Linked DNA regions of Ovis aries: region 1 is linked to region 2. The links are chromatin contacts, called in public Hi-C maps. All regions are on one chromosome and are shown on one strand. Each heading gives the region's core, a stretch centred on a gene start, on an enhancer-like site or on the middle of the called end of the contact. The rest is flanking DNA. Distances are from core to core; before and after follow the strand shown.

What was found. Hi-C and Micro-C count contacts between places; a contact is called where the count stands out from the background.
Region 1: a contact with region 2 is called in a Hi-C map of hypothalamus, with 2.9 times the contacts expected there. The contact joins the promoter of WNT9B here to the enhancer-like site in region 2. A contact is called at or near these places in 6 of 16 Hi-C or Micro-C datasets (hypothalamus, liver, mixed tissues and 2 more).

The regions. Positions count from the first base shown.
Region 1 is chr11:45,088,209-45,090,908 of ARS-UI_Ramb_v3.0, forward strand. It overlaps WNT9B (Wnt family member 9B), which reads right to left and starts at 1,252. Exons shown (of 5, transcript XM_042256824.2): 1 at 1,117-1,252. The coding sequence starts at 1,196.
Region 2 is chr11:45,008,569-45,011,268 of ARS-UI_Ramb_v3.0, forward strand. GOSR2 (golgi SNAP receptor complex member 2) reads right to left here. Exons shown (of 5, transcript XM_027974390.3): 5 at 2,427-2,700. Among named protein-coding and RNA genes, the nearest start is that of GOSR2, 22 kb to the right of the region's middle. Within about 2 kb of position 1,278, at least 4 of the 54 cell types and tissues checked have an H3K27ac peak or open chromatin away from gene starts, as enhancers often do. A contact at or near this core is called in hypothalamus, where this site is marked.

The DNA of each region.
Region 1 (2,700 bases), core at 2-2,501, 80 kb after region 2:
CCTGGAAATTAGCCCACAGCCCTATTCCTGTGAGGGACCTCTCAGACCTTCTCTGACCCTTATTTGCCCCTCCCTGCCAGGTCACTTGCTTGGTGGTTTATGTTTTTTGGGTTTTGTTGGCTTGCTTGCTTTTGCCTTTGCTTGGGTCAGACTGTAAGCCTCACCTTGATTTGAGTGAGGATCACAAAAAGTGCCATGATTTAAAGAAACAGACTGTATATATTTAGAGTAGACTTTGGGGGGAGGTCAGGAAAGTCCCTTCGCACCCACGACCCCAACTCCTCTACCAAGTCCCTGCAATTCAGGTTCAGAGAAGGAGGGTCAGTTACCCTGTAACTTGCTCTCCAAACACTGCCCGGTCCCACCCATTCTCTCCCCAGATGTCACCCTCAGCTCGGAGCTTCCTTTTCCAATCATATACACCACCTCCCCCTTACTCTCTTCGTCATTCTCCTGAGAATTCACCTGATGCCAGGTCTGAGATTTGGTTGGATTTCCCCCACAGACGGTTCCCTCCTACTCTCCGCACGGTCTGAAGGTTCCTCCATCCCTTTTGGATCAGCGCGATCCCCTCCCCCGAACATCCCACCCTACCCATCCATCCAGTCCTCCGGGTCTCAGCTCCGCAGGGCTAAGGCAGAAGGTGTGAAGGGAGCCCCAGGCAAGGATTGGTGGCTGGACAGAGCCCAGGATGGGGACGGGCAGGGCGCAAGTGAGGATCGGAGAGGACGTCCGAGCGCGGGAGGGACTCCTTGGACGGGCAGGGACAGGGCGCGCTGGGGCGCACAGGCACCAGGTCCGAGACGCCTGCAGAGTCCCGGAGCTTGAACCGGGATCCGAGATCCGGCTTAGTGGGCAGGATGAGGTCTCGGACAGGACTGGGTGAGAAAAGCGGAGGTGAAGGGGACCAGAGCTCGGACGCTGGAAGGTGAGATCCGGGACCAGTCCGGGAAGCCCGAGGAGTTCTGGGCACTAACTCCCACCCCGAGATGGGGTTGGGTGCTAAGGTCTGAGTTCGAGATCCCGCCAGGGCCGGGGCCAGCGGAAGGGAAAAGTTGGCCTTGTTGAAGCGGGAGGAGGGGGAGGCAGGCGGGCCGGGGCGCGGCGGGCACTGACCCGAAGTAGGCGGCGGCGGCGGCGGCGGGCAGCGCCAGCAGGCAGAGCGCGGCCAGGGCCAGCGCGGGCGGGGGGCGCATGATGCCGGCGGCGCGGAGCCCAGTCGCATCTCCTCGCGCCGCGCAGCGCTCGCAGCGCAGCCACCAGCCGCCCGCAGGGCTTTAAACCCAAGCAGGGCGGAGCGGGGAGGCGGGGAGGGAGCAGCGCTGGCGGCACCCGTCCCCGAGCGGCGAGCCCCCCGCCTCATTGGCCCTGCAGACTTGCCCCGCCCCCGGGGGTGGGGCCACCTCTCCAGGTCCGCCCCCGCCCCGCCTCCCGGCCCCCCGCCCACCCTCCCCAGGTGAGAGCTCACCTGACGTAGGGCTTGTCTGGGGACTGGGCGGTTGAAGGACCCGGGGACTGGAGAGGCAAGGATGGGGATACGTAGCAGGGACCAGGGAGCTTTTGCCTCTCAGGGCGGGGTGGAGGTACCCGCAGGAAGTTACCCGCAGGAAGGGGTAAAAGGAGAGAGGCTCCTGGAGTCTGAGAAGCCGTGTGTCATCCACCCTCCGGCCGGTTGGTGCGGGCCCGTACCCGTAGGAAGGTACCCGCAGGAGGTACCCGCAGGAAGGGGCAAAAGGAGAGAGGCTCCTGGAGTCTGAGAAGTCGTGTCTCATCCACCCTCCAGCCGGTTGGTGCGGGCCCCTCTGCCCCAGCTCCGCGACACTGAAGGAGGGCCGGCTGTGGACACAGGAAAAATGCACAGGGTGTCCTGGGACGGGGATACCCACGGTCAGAGAGGAAGCGGGATAAGGGAGCCCAGTTTCTCAACTAGAGTCTGTCGGGGAGGAGGCCTCACTGAGCATTAGCTGATGTTCATGGAACAAAAATCCAAGTTCTCTGGTCAGTGGGGAGGGCAAAGCCTGGGACGGGGTGGGAAGGAACTTACTTCCCAAAGTGCATAGACCCCAGAACTTCTGTCAGACAGGATGGATATGTTCAGTGTTGGGTCATAAAGCTCTGCCCTGCTTATTCTTTTTTTTTTTTTAAGTCTAACCCCAATTCCTGCAGTGAAAATGCAGTGACCAAGGAAATAGGTGGCTCCCATCTGGGAGGGAGGCACACAGCAAACCACCCCATCAAGGTTTACTATGTTTTTGAGAGTATTGAATACTGGGTCAAATCGAGCAAAACAAAACATAACTCACACTGAATGTCAAGATCTGAATGTAAAGTTTCCAAAAAATAACCATGCATGCAGAACATCAGGTGACAGCGACCTTGGCTTTGTGAACAGGAAGGCGCTGGGAGACTGGGGGAAGATGGGAGCTGCCATATTAACGTATTAACAGCTGCCATATTAACGGCTATAGTGAGCCTCTCTGAGCTCAGTTTCCCTGTCCAATAAGGGCAGCGGTTAACCGACGATCTTTAACAACTCTGCCAGTGATATCGCATCTCACGGTTCTGTGTATTATTGAGGCATACAGTCCAGTGTGGTGAGCAGAGACCTGAATTCAAATCATGAAAATTATAAACCTCAGATAGGAAATGGGGACGATAATAAATAGCTTACAGGATTTTTGTGCAAATACGAGTGATGCC
Region 2 (2,700 bases), core at 28-2,527:
GAGTGCCCAGGATACCGGCACTTCTATCCAGCTTGGCTGGAATGAGTCACAGAACTTTGGAAAATTCTGGACACAGTAGTGTCCCTGCCACCCCCCATCCACAGTTCCGCCTCCCATGGTTTCAATTAACTCTGTTCAACCACAGTCTAAAATCATTAAATAGAAAATTCCAGAAATAAACAACTCGTAAGTTTACACTGCATGCAAAAAAAAAAAACAAAAAACCTGCCAGCAGGTGCCAAGAGAGGAGTGGAGCCAGAGGATCTGCCCAAGCTGTCTTAGGTGAAAGAATATGGGGCCATGGCCTTGGGTTGGGAGGGGGAAGAGGGGTGGCAGCGCCTTCCTTAGGCACAGCCCACACCGAGTGACTGTCCACCCAGGACTCAGCTCCACTGCAGGCTTCTTGAGCCTCGGAGCAGCAACCACTCCTCAGATGGGCCCTGAGCTGACGCACTAGAGCTGTGAGCCTAACAGGCAGCCCTCCCAGCAGCTCTCCCTCACTGCCTTTGACAGTCACAGGCTGATGGATGTTGCTGTTGTCTAGTCATTGACAAGACCTCTGAGATCCCATGGAACATAGCCTGCCAGGCTCCTCTGTCCATGAGATTTTCCAGGCAAGAACACTGGAGTCGGTTGCCATGTCCTCCTCCAGGGGATCTTCCCAACCCAGGGATGGAACCCAAGTCTCCTGCACTGGCAACCCTTCAAATCCCCCATATCCAGGCTACAACCCAAGCCAGTTAAATCATAATGGATTGGGGTAAGACCCCCCACACAGGTGTCTTTAAAAGGTCTGGAGAGGATTCCAACATGGAGCAAAAGTTGAGAGCCCACTGCCAGTGGGCTGTGGGGATGAGGCAGGGAGGTGTACACAACGGAGGTTCCATGGTGGGGGGACTACCGATGGCACCCAAGGGGGCCAAGGACTGCAGAATCCTCTGCCGCCCTCCTTCCCTCGGCTCCAATATGCTTTATGACATGAACAGATGCAGAGAGAGGGGAAGGGGCTGACACCCCGGGGAGCATTTGCCGCGTCTGTCTGCAACACACCCACGTGCTGTGAGACTTAAAGTGAGGGGAGCCCTAGAAATTAGAATGAACTGAGATCTCAGAAGGTGCTGCTGGCCATACCCTGAGAGCAACAGGGGCCAAGCCGCTGCTCAGCAGTAATTTCTATAAGGAAACAAACTGAATCTGAAGATGATTCCTCCTCTTGCAAACGCACCAGGCCTAAGGCAGAGTGGAGTGCTGGGCAGACCAGCCCGAAAGGCTCATGTCTCCCCCTAGTGGAAAGATTGAGTACAGCTCCCATTCACCACTTCCAGAGAGTTCAAGAGAAGTTGCTCAGTCCCGTCCGATTCTTAGCGACCCCACGGATGGCAGCCTACCAGGCTCCGGTGTCCATGGGATTCTCCAGACGAAGAGTACTGGAGTGGGCTGCCATTGCCTTCTCTTTCCAGGAGGGCCTCCTCAAATTCCCCACCCCTGCCCTCTAAATCAGGAAAATATTTCAGAGCAGAGAACCTGCCATGTAAGGTGCACCGAATGTGCTACAGCTCTTCACCCAGGCTGCCCCAGCCTCCTGCATCATGTTCCGAGCAGGGGAGGCAGGCAGGCAGGCGCCATGGTTATGTGCTTGGGCTGTGAAGTCAGAGGGGCCGGTTCCTCCAGGACTCCTTGCGGGGGTTTGTGAAAGTCACTGAAGCTCAGCCTCTTGATCTGCACAAATGGAAGGACTCTCAACCTAACTGGTAAGGTTTCTGAAGATTACACAGGTGACCCAGAAACCATGTTCCACTTACAATAAGGGCCACAGGGAAGCAAGCAGTCGTCAAGGTCTAGGCCCTCCTCTTGAGCAAGTACGACATCCTACCCCTCAACGGACTAACCAGGCCATGCTCCTCTCCTCGCTGGGCCTCCTGGGCCTCCAGGCCAAGTCAGGGACCCCTCAGAGCCTTCCTGCGGGGTTTCACAACGTGCACCTGAGTGTCCTTTTCTTGGCACTGACATTCTGCTGACTTGTTCCTAGTTTTCACTTCTTTATTCACTTAGTTATTTTCTTTAACTCTCCTCAAATCTTTCCTGGAATAAGACAGAAACCAATTAAGACTTTATTTTGGACCTGATAAGTTTGCTTTCCACTCACATATGCTGAATTAGTTCAGCAAGTTTTCAAATGCTCTAGTCTTTAGGAGAAAAGCTTCCAAGACACACATCAGAATAACTTCAGAGATATAAAAATATTCTAATTCAGAAGGCCCAAGGTAGGCCTGAGTAATCTGTAATTTTTTAAAAGTTCCCCCGCTGCTGCTAAGGCAACCAACCCCAACTTTGGTCTTGAAACAGTGTTTCAGAATCTCTGGCTTGACAGAAAAAGGGGGCCATTAGTTATAAAGATGAATGTCAAACTCCTTTACAAAATGTCATTTTCTAAATAAAATAAATGGCAACTTTATTCAATTGATGTGTTTCGAAAACAAGGAGCATAAAGCCAAATTTGCAAGTCAAACCCATTTAAACTCATCAGGGTGAAGGTCTTAAGAGAAAACCCAGCAGAGAAGCCTTCTATAAAATCAAGACTCTCCTACTTACTTGGTCTTGGGAGTTTGGCTTTTCTTAAGATGATCACACCTGGAGTAAACATCTGTGGAACGAAAGTTATTTCCAAGTTTCTGGACAACCCACCTCTCTTAATCCACA